Linked DNA regions of Mus musculus: regions 2, 3 and 4 are each linked to region 1. The links are chromatin contacts, called in public Hi-C, HiChIP or PLAC-seq and promoter capture Hi-C maps. All regions are on one chromosome and are shown on one strand. Each heading gives the region's core, a stretch centred on a gene start, on an enhancer-like site or on the middle of the called end of the contact. The rest is flanking DNA. Distances are from core to core; before and after follow the strand shown. Region 1 holds the start of Nap1l1 (nucleosome assembly protein 1-like 1). Region 2 overlaps Gm30624 (a long non-coding RNA gene). Region 3 overlaps Osbpl8 (oxysterol binding protein-like 8). Region 4 overlaps Gm40761 (a long non-coding RNA gene).

Region 1 (2,664 bases), core at 78-2,577:
AAGTATTCTTTGGATATTAAGTTTGGGAAGGTGTTTTGATGGCGTCTATTTTCAAAAGTGGTAAACTTTATGTTGGCTCTCCTGAAATTAGAGGTGTTGGGAAAGTCTTTAAAACGTTTCTCATTTTGGAATTTAGAGACAGGAGACAGTCTGAAGTAGTTAGCCCTGGAAGATAGCCTGTATGCCTGGTGCATCCTTTTAGTCTGGGAAGCCCTGCCCTCTGGACAGGACCTGTCTCCGCCCTCCCTCCGATGCCACTCCTGAGATCTTTACAGAAATGTGGCGCACTGAGCTTGGTCAGTATATTATTAATGCCTTGTTCCACCCCATGGTCCTTCCACTTCATCCCTAGTGAGAATTCTGGGGGGAGGGAGGGGGTGCTGCCTGAAGGGAAGAACCACGCTGTTGGTCTATTAAACTCGAACCCCACTCCCCACCCCCAACAAGCCAGCCCTTCTTAGTTTTCGTCTCAGAACCATCTGGAGGTTTAAGGAGACTAGGATTAAGTCTCTCCACACAAATATACCCCGGCCACGTTACCCATCGAAGTTCTAACTGTACCTGTGAGACACAAAACAAGATCTTTTGTTAAAAAAAAAAAAAAAAAAAAATAGCTAGGCTGAACGCTTTGCACGTGTTAACCCCTTATAACCCTGGCGGTGGAGGCTGCTCGCCCCTCCATCCTCCCATCCGCTAGCACAGTTCCCTCCAGGAAGACCCAGGGAGCCGGTGAGACCGTGGCGGGACTGGTACTCGTGGCGACCCCTCCTCCTCCTCCAACTCCGACGGAGGTGTCGGGTGGGCCCCGGCAGGGGTCTCCGGCCGCCCGCGGCGCGGTCCCCACGTGCCCCGGCTCCTGCGCGCCGAGGCCGCGCGGCCTGCACAGCCCCTCCCTGCGGGCGGAACTCGCGCGGCCACCGTTCCTTCCATGTCCCCCATCCCCGCGGCCCGCCTCGCCGGGGTTGCCCTCGCGGTGGGCTCCACCGAGGCAGAGGCGGCCGGGCGACCCAGGGCGCCCCGCGGCGTGGCCTCCTCCTCCTCCTCCGCTCTCCCGCGGCCTCGCCGTCCCGCGCGCCCCGCAGCCGCCGGCGCTCCCCGGGGTCCCTCAGGCCGCATGGCCGCTCCGGAGCGCTCACCCCGCGGCCTCAGCCCGACACCTCGCAGGCCCCCGCCACCCGGCCCTCCCGGCCCCCAGCCGTTACCGTTCCAGGAGGCTCGGACGCGGAGCCGGGCGGCGGGAGCTGCGCAGGCAGTGACTCAGGGCGGCGGCAGCGGCGGCGGCGGGAGGAGCAGGAGGCGGCGCCGCGAGCAGATGGCGCTAAAAAAGACCCGAGAGCCCGCCGCTCGCGCTCATATACAATTAGCGTCAGCACGTAGGGCTGCTCCGACGCCCTCCCCCTGGCCTCGGCGTTGCGTAGCAACGGGAGCGGGAGGCGGGCCTGGGCCTTGTTGCCTGGTTACAGAGCCGTCCTTCTTCCCCGGCACCTTAGGCTTCCCGCCTGTGGCGGTCTTGTGCTCGCCATCTCTTCTCCCTTCTACGCTGCGATGGAAATCCCAATCCCACAGCGACGACCCATAGGTCCCGCTCCTGGTTCTCCTTGCCCGCCTGGGTTAGGGACACAGCCTAGTGGCAGGCTTGCAGTATCCTGGCTAGGATTCCCATCCGCATCCAGACCTAATCCCAGCACGCCTCTCCCCTCTCCCCACCCCCTTCTCCTCTGAAACCATTTTCCCACTCTAGCTGAGAACTAACAACTCTTTTCTTGTGACCACCGCGGCAGCGTCTTCGGCTGGTTTTGCTTCTAACTCGGGGCGCCTCTACGCCTTTTAGGGTGTTCCACATCACGTTTACCTGATACACAACCCTTCATCTCTGCTTTAGTTCATTTGATGGAAGTAAAGAGCGTATTTTTGCGTATTACTGCTTTATAATGAAAATAATCAGCATACCAATTTTTCATCTTCCTGAAAAAGTAAATCAACCCTTAAGCTCATGAAATCTTGCAGCTATTTTTCAGTTGACTACAAATCACCTGTTCTGTTAACTATGTTTGGTGCTTTGGGGTTTTGTTTTTTAGGTAGGGCCACAGTGAGGCCCTGCAGGTATCAGATTTTAAATCTTTCAGAGAGTGGCTATGTGCCACAATTTGAGATCGTCAAATCAAACAGCTGTGCTCCAAGTGTGGTCTTTATGGTGGGAGGTTAATCTGTCTATAATACTAAGGCACTGTCTACATTTTACATTCCCATCCTCCCACAAGCCTTCACTGGAGTCTTCCAGACACTACAAGTCGTGAGATAGGGCAACATTGGAAATACAAACAGACAGACAGGAGAATCTGGTTATCTGTTGTGAAATCAGGCATGGAAGAACTTGGCAAAAAGTAGTATGTGCATACAAAAGGCTATGTGCTAGTATTTTAGTGAAAGAATAACTACTCTTTGAGTCCTTTGGATGTAGCTCATTTGGTAAGAGTGCCTGCCTAAGATGCATGAAGGCCCCAGGTTCAAACCACAGCATCACATAGCCCACACATGGCTTCATTTCTGGAGTTGCACCCCTGCAGAGATAGAGGCACAGGGATAAGGAATTTAGGGTCATAGAGAGTTCCAGGTCAGCGCGGAATATTTAAGGCCCTGTAGCAGAAAAAAAAAAAAAATCAC
Region 2 (2,664 bases), core at 80-2,579, 250 kb before region 1:
CTGTCATGACTGAAGGACACAATCTCAGAGCAAACTGCCTGACCCTCTGGCTTTTACAGTCTTCCTGCCCTCTCTTCTGCAATGTTCCTCCAGCCTGTGCAGAAGTATTCATTGGGTCTGGGCTCAATAACTGGGTATCTTGGTTGCTTGTAGTTTTCTGTAATGGTCTCTGTCTTTTGCAAAGAGACGTTTCCTTGGTGAGAGCAAAGAACTATTCATCTATGGGTATAAGGACAAATATTTAGAATGTAGTTAAGGATTCTGCTGGTTCAGTGCAGTGGCAGTTGTAAGGTCTCTTCTAAGATTCATGACTTCACTAGCTCTCCCAGCTTTTTATTATTATTATTATTATTATTATTATTATTATTATTATTATTAACCAATGGATTCTGAATATTGAACTCACCCTACTGGTGCCTGCAATACAAACACTTCACTGAATGATCCAAGTCCCTATCCCAAGTAAGCACTTTTACCAATACATAAATCAGTCTTAGGCTAAGAAAGACATAAAAAAGTTACTTTATGCTATTTGTGGCCACCCTGATGAACAAAACATAGTCCCTAGTCTTGAATAGAACAGAAATTTTTAGTAATGACAGAGCCAGTGACGTGTTGCCTGCAGGAGTCTGTTAGTGGTGAAAGCCATCCAGGGGAAAGGAAAGTGTGGGGCATGGGGAATCCAGGAAGACAAGGAATGTCACAAGTTTATTACGATAGAACAAGACGATAATCATCTCCGTTGCTATATATACAGCTTCTTTTGAGGTAGACCAGATAGCTACAATAACTTCTGTTAACATATCATATCCGACTACTATATTTTCAGAAGTTTTTCTAACTCTAGGCTTTTACCTCTTCCTGTTTCATCTGTATTTTCTTCTTCATGGTCTCCCCTGTAGTCTGGCTCCAGAGAAATCTCCAGCTGCTCAGAGTGTGTTATTATCACCACTTCACGGCCCGCAGGACTGAGAGGGGAGGCTGGTGTCTACCATGCTGGTGCTTAAGAGTCAAACTGCCAGCTGCCTGAGTTTCTCCGGCCCACAGCATTCCACTGCTCTTCTGTTAGGAAGAAAAGGATTATAGGATTAGTTTCATAACACCACTTCCAGCCATCCATATATAGTCAGAGGAAGTCACTCACAGTGACTTCTATGACAACTTTTGGTGTTCAGGCCAGATTCCCCACTCAGACATCTGTCTGGAGAGGGGCAGCAGAGGTCTCAACCATGTAGGTGGGGTCAACGGGTATATTATTACAGCTGAGAGCTTCAGGGTTTTACATCCCTTTTAGACGTGCCACAAACAGCAACCACAGCAAGGGAACAAAGCACAGAACAGTTGTTCAACTTAGAAAGCATGGGGACACAGGAAGTATGTCCTCAGTGGGTAGGGCAAAGAGTCCTTGGGGAAAAAAAAAAAAAAAGCAGAGCCACAAATCAACAGAGCTTCTGACTTTGCCCGCAGCTAGCACTGTTTTTAACTGCCCAGAGAAAACAAAGGGAACACATTTATCAGAATCCCAGCTCTTTCAAGGTTCAACCATGCCAAGATACCACCCCTAAAGCATTTATCATGGTTGCTGGCAATCCTAACCTGGCATTTTTCAGGGCATTTACAGAAGCACATGTGTTCTTCTAAAGGACCTTCTAAAGGAAAATCCAAGATCTCTACCCATCTCTACCCATCAAGATCTTGTAGATTGGTAGTTAGTATGATACCTAGATAAATATTTTGAGATTTAGATCTGTAAGGGATAGAGGAGTATTGTGTTTTTAAAAAGATAAGGAGAAAGAGAATGTTTGATGGATGTGCAGTCAGGTGTCGGGGGAAGGGTGTGCCTCCAAGGGCCCATACTGAGGCATCCCTTCCCACTGAGGGACCAGCCACACATGGTATAGTATAGAATAGAATTTATTCAGGGCATGGGGAGGGGAGTTGAGAGGGGAGTAGACAGAGAAAGGCACTGGAGAGGAGAAGGAGAGGAAGAGGGAGAGGAGGCCAGCTGTGAGCATATGGAGAGAGAGGGGGAAGTGATGAGAAGACAGAACCAGAGCAAGAAAGCAAGAGAGCAAGAGAAAGTGAAGGAGGCAAGCAGCCCCTTTTATAGTGAGTCAGGCACACCTGGCTGTTGCTAGGTAACCATGGGGCAGAGCTTAGACAAAATGCTAACAAGGGGTTTGATTGGATGTACATAATAATGACAGAACACACCATTTGGGGAACTGTGAAGTATGGAAGAAAGACTAGATTCAGGAGGCTGGGCACAATCGAATGTTTCTAGAAACCATTAAATCTGGAGAGAGGCTTGGGCTGGGTCTTTGCGTTTCAGCTGGCCCTTGGGGAAGAAGCAGGAGACATGAGCCTGAGACTAAGATCCCATCAGTCCCAATCAATCCCACATGGTTCCAGATTGTCTGGCACAGAGATTTGGGGGAATAGGAGTTTAAAAGGCAGACATAAGCACTAGGAAGGCAACCCCAACCATACAGCATTTGTGCCTTGCAAGCATGATCAATCTCTGGAGCCCACAGAAAAGTGTGAAGTGTAATAGCATGAGCTTGTAAACCCAGGAGTGAGAAGGCGGAGATAAAAGATCACTGGGGCTCTCTGGCCAACAAGTCTAACCTGATTAGGGAGCCTTAAGCTAATAAGAAATGTGAT
Region 3 (2,664 bases), core at 76-2,575, 230 kb after region 1:
AAGTTGCTTTTGCTTTTGTTTTTAATGACCATAAACAAGGATGGGAATACAACTGCAACACAAATTTGACAGTGAACCTAAGATGCACAAATATAGGTGCAAAGAGGCACAAAAGCCATGTCACACGTCAGTCTTTATATCAAAAAGTCCTTTTGTATACAATTCACAGCAGCAAATTACACTGGATTGCGTGTCAAATGGATGAAGTAATAATTTAAAATATTCAAGTGAGACACACAAGCAATGTCTTTAATATCTCAAAGAGAATGGTGTCCCACTTAGAAATCTTTTTGTTTGTTTGCTTGTTTGTTTGTTTTTTGAGACAGGGTTTTTCTGTGTAGGCCTGGCTGTCCTTGAACTCAGAAATCCGCCTGCCTCTGCCTCCCAAGTGCTGCGATTAAAGGCGTGCGCTGCTGCTGCCACCACCACCACCCAGCCCCATTTAGAAATCTTAACCCTGCCAAACTCTCAATTATGCACATTAGAATATATTAACAATATTTAAGATACTATAGGTTTCAAAATCCTACTTTTCTTTCATGTTTTATTTACTTTTGCATGCTTTTAAAGAGTCATCAAGCGCACCTCTTGTCACTTGTGGTTCTAATACAGAGTCAAATTTGATGCACAAAGGATGCAGTGTTCAGAGGAGTTCTCCCCCCAAGCGTCTGTATCATCTCCAACCAGATGCTATGGGACTCTCTCCCCAAGCCGCTCTTCTCTGTCTGGCAGAACTGAGACAATTCTCATGTAAATAATTTCTTCTAGAGCTTACTTCTGTCCAGCACACTTAGAAAAGACTGTACAACATACACTGTACAGCATATATACTGTACAAAAAAAAGGTAACAGTAAATCAGCACTGTTTAGGATATAAAAGATCACCAAGTCAAATAGCTCCTTTCACCAAAAAGTCCCCTACCAGGGTACCATCTTTCTTGGGTCTCCTTCACCCAGGTTCTTCTCTGGCCTGTAGCGTTTCCTAGTGTCTATTAGAATTGTCTCTTTCCCTAGACTCACAGTTGAGTTAACTGACAATACCTCTAGTACAAGAAGGTGTCCTACTTTTCATTTGATAGGCTACACAGTACAGACTACTTCTGCCGTCTTCCTGCTATAGCAACAGCCCAGAACCACACCACAGGCAATGCTGAGCACTCACAACGACTAAACAGTCCTTTCACATGGAGCATTTGGTGACTGTTGCAAAATAACTGACAGACAACATTTCAAAGGAAAAAAGAAGGGTTTAGGCCCATGGTCCCGGATGTTTTAGTCCATGTTTGCTTTGGCTTGCCCTATTGTTAGGCATGCAGTGAGACAGAACACCTTAGTGACAGCAGCATGTGACAAAACCTGCTTACTTCACAGCAGCCAGGAGGCCAAGGAGACACCAGGACCAAGATTTACCTTCTACTAGACTATTCAGAAGCTAGGCTTTATTAAAGGCTTATTCCATTCATGAAGTTAGAGCCCCAGAGATCCAGTTACCTCAACAGCCCCAACACCAGGGGACTAAGCCCAAAACACATGAGCCTTTGGGTTCATTGATATCCAAACCATAACATGACTCTTAGTAGATTCTCAAAGAAATCAAGGCCACGCTACAACCCAGAGTTTTTTGGCTTATACTTCTCCAGCAATACTGCCCCTTTACACAAGGACTTGTTGAATAGGCTGAAGATATTTGGACAGAGGCTCTCTCTGTAATTTGAGTTCCTATAGAATGAACTACAAAACAACTTGCTTATAAATGAATGTGAACTTAACTTGGTCTAATTTTGCAACAGAAAATCAGATGTCTGCCAAGACCATAAAGCCACTGAGCTTCAGCCAATTACAGGCCACGCTCAAACGAGGCCAGAAGCTCATCTTGTACTCCACTTGTGAGTTCTGTCTGTCAATATTCAGTGCCCCATACTGCAGAGCAGAACTCTTGGAACCTCTGTCCGGTATGAAATGCTGCCCAATACATGAATTACTCTTGTTCAAATAAACTATCAAGTTTATCTAGTTTTTCTTTGAACACTTACTTAGTCCTTCCAAAGAAACATTTTAGATATGCACATATGATAGTACCATTACTATAAATACAAGTCAAGAGAAAGCCACAGGTGACATGGGTCCAGCAGGCGTGACACTACAAGCTGATTAGGAGCTGCCTCTGAGGACTTCTGAGCACTAAGCAATGATCCCTTCTCATTATGCATTTTCACGGAATAGTCTATTGTACACTTACAGATAGTCATTTCCTTTTAACGAAAGCTGTTCAATTGTTGCCTAATGCACAGAAAACACAAATAGAAGCTACTGTGACGCACAGAATTTAAATTATAATTTTATACTCATTTGTTTGTTGGTTGGTTGGTTGGTGTGGGCATGCAGAGGGGAGCAATCAGCCCATGGCGTACTTAGAGGTCAGAGGGTAATTTGCAGGGACTAGTTCTTTCCTTCCATACCATTTGGGTCTCGGAGATCAGACACAACTCTAACTGTCTGGCATATTATAACAGTAATTTTGTTGTAATTTTAAAAAATACACTGGAAATCTGGCTCTACAAAGAACTGAAAATGACAGCAGCCAATGGAACTGAAGCCCTGTTATTACTTTGTAAAGAGGACAGTAGACTCTCCCAGAGTTTCCAAACAAAGGAGATTAAATCC
Region 4 (2,664 bases), core at 91-2,590, 140 kb after region 1:
TCACTAACCCTGAAGAAAATACACCTCCACTAGGCCGGGCATGGTGGCGCACGCCTTTAATCTCAGCACTCGGGAGGCAGAAGCAGGTGGATTTCTGAGTTCGAGGCCAGCCTGGTCTGCAAAGTGAGTTCCAGGACAGCCAGGGTTATACAGAGAAACCCTGTCTCGAAAAACAAAAACAAAAACAAAAAAATAACCCAACAATAATATTCTGCTGTACTCACAGGTCACTTTGACACTTCCTGACCAGTCGTCATTGGACAAAGCTCCCTACTGCAGGAGATGGGAATAAATTCAGAAATTCTCAACTGGACAGTGAGCAGAAAATCAGTCCTTGGAACACTCAGCCCTAGAAGGTTTTCTTCAGCAAATCTCTTCCCTCAGGGCTCGTGGAAGAAGAGTCAGAAAGATTGTAAGAACTACTGTGTGTGTGTGTGTGTGTGTGTGTGTGTGTGTGTGTGCACGCATCAAATGTGTTCCTGTGCTTTTCTTTGGCTTTTTTTTTTTTTTTTTTTTTTTTTGGTTTTTCGAGACTTTTTTTTTTTGTTTGTGTTCTCCAACTCCATTTGTTGTAGTTGCTGTTGCTAAGAAGAGGGGTGTGGATTTAGGTATTTAGGTGAGCAGGGAAGTTGGGGGCGGGGAAGACCCAGAAGAAGTTGGGAGAGGGGGAACGGTGATCAGAATACACTGTACCAAAAAAAAAAAAGCTACTTTCAATGAAAATGAAAATTGTTAAAACAACAACAACAACAAAACCCCAAAAAGTCAACAAAAGACACAGACATGAATTTCACAAGAGGTCACCAAAATGGCCAATGAAATTTGCATATATTTAAATCCGGAAAATGTGAAGAGCTCTCAATTAACACCTCAAGGTTAGGAAGTCCAGAAGAGTCACGCCATCACAGAAGTCATCTATCCAAGAACCGTCCTGCTGAAATTCCCGACTTAGTCAAGCTCCTGCTCATTAACGTGGAGCTAAGGTCTGAAGCACGCAGCGCTCACATAGCTTGAGTCTTCATTAAAGGAACAAGAAAGCTTGGAAGAGGTTGGGGCTGAACTGTGTCCTGGGGGGTGCGCTCGCGTGGCCAGAGGCAGCTTCTCCTTAGCGGCTGGGCTGCTGGCATTCAGGACAGAGATCAATAGGGGAAGTCTCAGCAAGTCTCCCAAAGTGACTCCTTAATGACAGGTAAGGCACTGGCAGTAAAAAAAAAAAAAGCTCAAGGTTGTACTTTGAGTATTCAAAGAAAATCGATCAAAAGGAAACGCCTCTGTGGGTCATCGCCCCACCCCTCCCCACACCCGCGTGGAACAGCCCCACTCCTGCCCCGGGCTTGTGCAATGCGAATCATTCCAACTTCCAGGCAGGCCTTTTCTTTCCCGCCGCTGAAATCGAGGCTTCTCTCCAGCCTGCACGGTTCCCCATTCTCTTCAGGGCTGGGGCGCGCCACTACGACTCTTTGCGTTTCCTTTGGTCGTCTGTGAACTCACTCCTAGGAGTCTTTGATCTGCAGAAACTTCTGGATACACTTTTTTCCCTCATTTGTGGGAGACCCAGAGCTGCTCTTTGAAACAGCCTCAGCGCTGGGTTTCACAGGAAGAACGAAGGCTCTATCTGAGGACCAGATGGCTGACTTCCAGCGCTCCCCTTCATCTCCTCAGCGAGGGCGCCCAGGGTCAGAGTCCTTTGATGTCAGTCGTTCTAATACAGTGGCTCTCAACCTTCCTACTGCTGCGACTCTTGATACAGTTCCTTGTGTCATGATGATTCCCAACCATAAAATTATTTTCGCTGCTACCTCATAACTTTATTCTGTCAATGTTATGAATTTTTGGAAACAGAGGCTTTCAAGGGTCGCGACCCACAGGTTGAGAACCCCTATTTAGTACTAAGCACAAAAGCATCGATCACTGTTGTCTTCAAAACTGTGAGCCTCTCGGTGTTGTTTAGTGAAGAGATTTAAAAAGCAAAACAACAACACCCCCCACTACAAAGAGCGCTTTCCAGGGAAAATAATTTCCAAGTGATTTTCTGTTGTAAAGAGGGTCTCACTATGCAGCTCAAGAAAGCCTCAAACTCCCAGAGACCTGTCTGCCTCTGCTGCTTCCCAAGTGCTGGGGTTAAAGGCATGTATCCTTATTCCCGTTCCAAGTGAATTTTTTAAGGTGTTTTAAAATTGATACATATGCATTGTACAGTGATAAGTTTTGTAAAGACATTTTCATGTCTCTATGGTCATGTGTTTTTAATCATACCATCATGCCTTCTATTGCTCCAGATAATCTCTGATGTCATAGATGTACAATATCACATATGTATATATATATATATATACACATATATATACATATATATACACATATATACATATATATACTGTATATATATTATTAATTCTAGATTGTACATATAACATTGTATATATATCACATATATATGGCACTGCATATATATATACTGTATATATATGCAGTATATACATACATATATATACCGTATATATATGCAGTGCCATATATACGTGATATATATACAATGTTATATGTACAATCTAGAATTAATAATGAGAAAAATGTGATATTTGTTTCTCTCTCTTTCTCTCTCTCTCTTTCTGTCAAATCACAGTAGTATATTAGTCAGAGTTCTTCAGTATGGCAGAACCA

Evidence for each region. Promoter capture Hi-C pulls out the DNA fragments that hold promoters and counts their contacts. Hi-C and Micro-C count contacts between places; a contact is called where the count stands out from the background. HiChIP or PLAC-seq counts read pairs in DNA pulled down with a chosen protein or histone mark.
Region 2: an H3K4me3 HiChIP or PLAC-seq map of the 230-238 cell line shows a contact between it and region 1, with 12 read pairs. The contact joins the enhancer-like site here to the promoter of Nap1l1 in region 1. A contact is called at or near these places in 2 of 39 promoter capture datasets (the C10 cell line and macrophages), 1 of 115 datasets of contacts at active chromatin or transcription factors (the 230-238 cell line) and 2 of 9 other capture datasets (adipose tissue and liver).
Region 3: a contact with region 1 is called in a Hi-C map of rod photoreceptor, with 1.9 times the contacts expected there. The contact joins the enhancer-like site here to the promoter of Nap1l1 in region 1. A contact is called at or near these places in 11 of 39 promoter capture datasets (the C10 cell line, the HPC-7 cell line, cranial neural crest and 6 more), 2 of 15 datasets of contacts at CTCF or cohesin (CD8 T cells and the NIH/3T3 cell line), 16 of 484 Hi-C or Micro-C datasets (3T3-L1-derived adipocytes, CD8 T cells, the G1E-ER4 cell line and 11 more), 12 of 115 datasets of contacts at active chromatin or transcription factors (the 230-238 cell line, the NIH/3T3 cell line, embryonic basal ganglia and 7 more) and 3 of 9 other capture datasets (adipose tissue, liver and pancreatic islet).
Region 4: a contact with region 1 is called in a promoter capture Hi-C map of liver. The contact joins the enhancer-like site here to the promoter of Nap1l1 in region 1. A contact is called at or near these places in 10 of 39 promoter capture datasets (3T3-L1-derived adipocytes, the C10 cell line, the HPC-7 cell line and 7 more), 6 of 484 Hi-C or Micro-C datasets (the N1E-115 cell line, bone marrow-derived macrophages, embryonic stem cells and 1 more), 12 of 115 datasets of contacts at active chromatin or transcription factors (astrocytes, bone marrow-derived macrophages, embryonic midbrain and 5 more) and 5 of 9 other capture datasets (adipose tissue, embryonic stem cells, liver and 2 more).

Annotation. Positions count from the first base shown.
Region 1 is chr10:111,471,890-111,474,553 of GRCm38.p6, reverse strand. Nap1l1 (nucleosome assembly protein 1-like 1) reads right to left here and starts at 1,327. Exons shown (of 16, transcript NM_015781.5): 1 at 1,203-1,327.
Region 2 is chr10:111,723,561-111,726,224 of GRCm38.p6, reverse strand. It overlaps Gm30624 (a long non-coding RNA gene), which reads right to left. Exons shown (of 6, transcript XR_001779641.2): 3 at 856-1,062. Among named protein-coding and RNA genes, the nearest start is that of Gm30624, 40 kb to the right of the region's middle. Within about 2 kb of position 1,329, at least 38 of the 459 cell types and tissues checked have an H3K27ac peak or open chromatin away from gene starts, as enhancers often do. A contact at or near this core is called in the 230-238 cell line and adipose tissue, where this site is marked.
Region 3 is chr10:111,244,227-111,246,890 of GRCm38.p6, reverse strand. The region is part of intron 4 of Osbpl8 (oxysterol binding protein-like 8); the gene reads right to left. Among named protein-coding and RNA genes, the nearest start is that of Bbs10, 53 kb to the left of the region's middle. Within about 2 kb of position 1,325, at least 8 of the 459 cell types and tissues checked have an H3K27ac peak or open chromatin away from gene starts, as enhancers often do. A contact at or near this core is called in liver, olfactory sensory neurons and rod photoreceptor, where this site is marked.
Region 4 is chr10:111,334,922-111,337,585 of GRCm38.p6, reverse strand. All of the region lies in intron 1 of Gm40761 (a long non-coding RNA gene), which reads right to left. Among named protein-coding and RNA genes, the nearest start is that of Gm40761, 4.5 kb to the right of the region's middle. Within about 2 kb of position 1,340, at least 44 of the 459 cell types and tissues checked have an H3K27ac peak or open chromatin away from gene starts, as enhancers often do. A contact at or near this core is called in adipose tissue, bone marrow-derived macrophages, liver and 1 more, where this site is marked.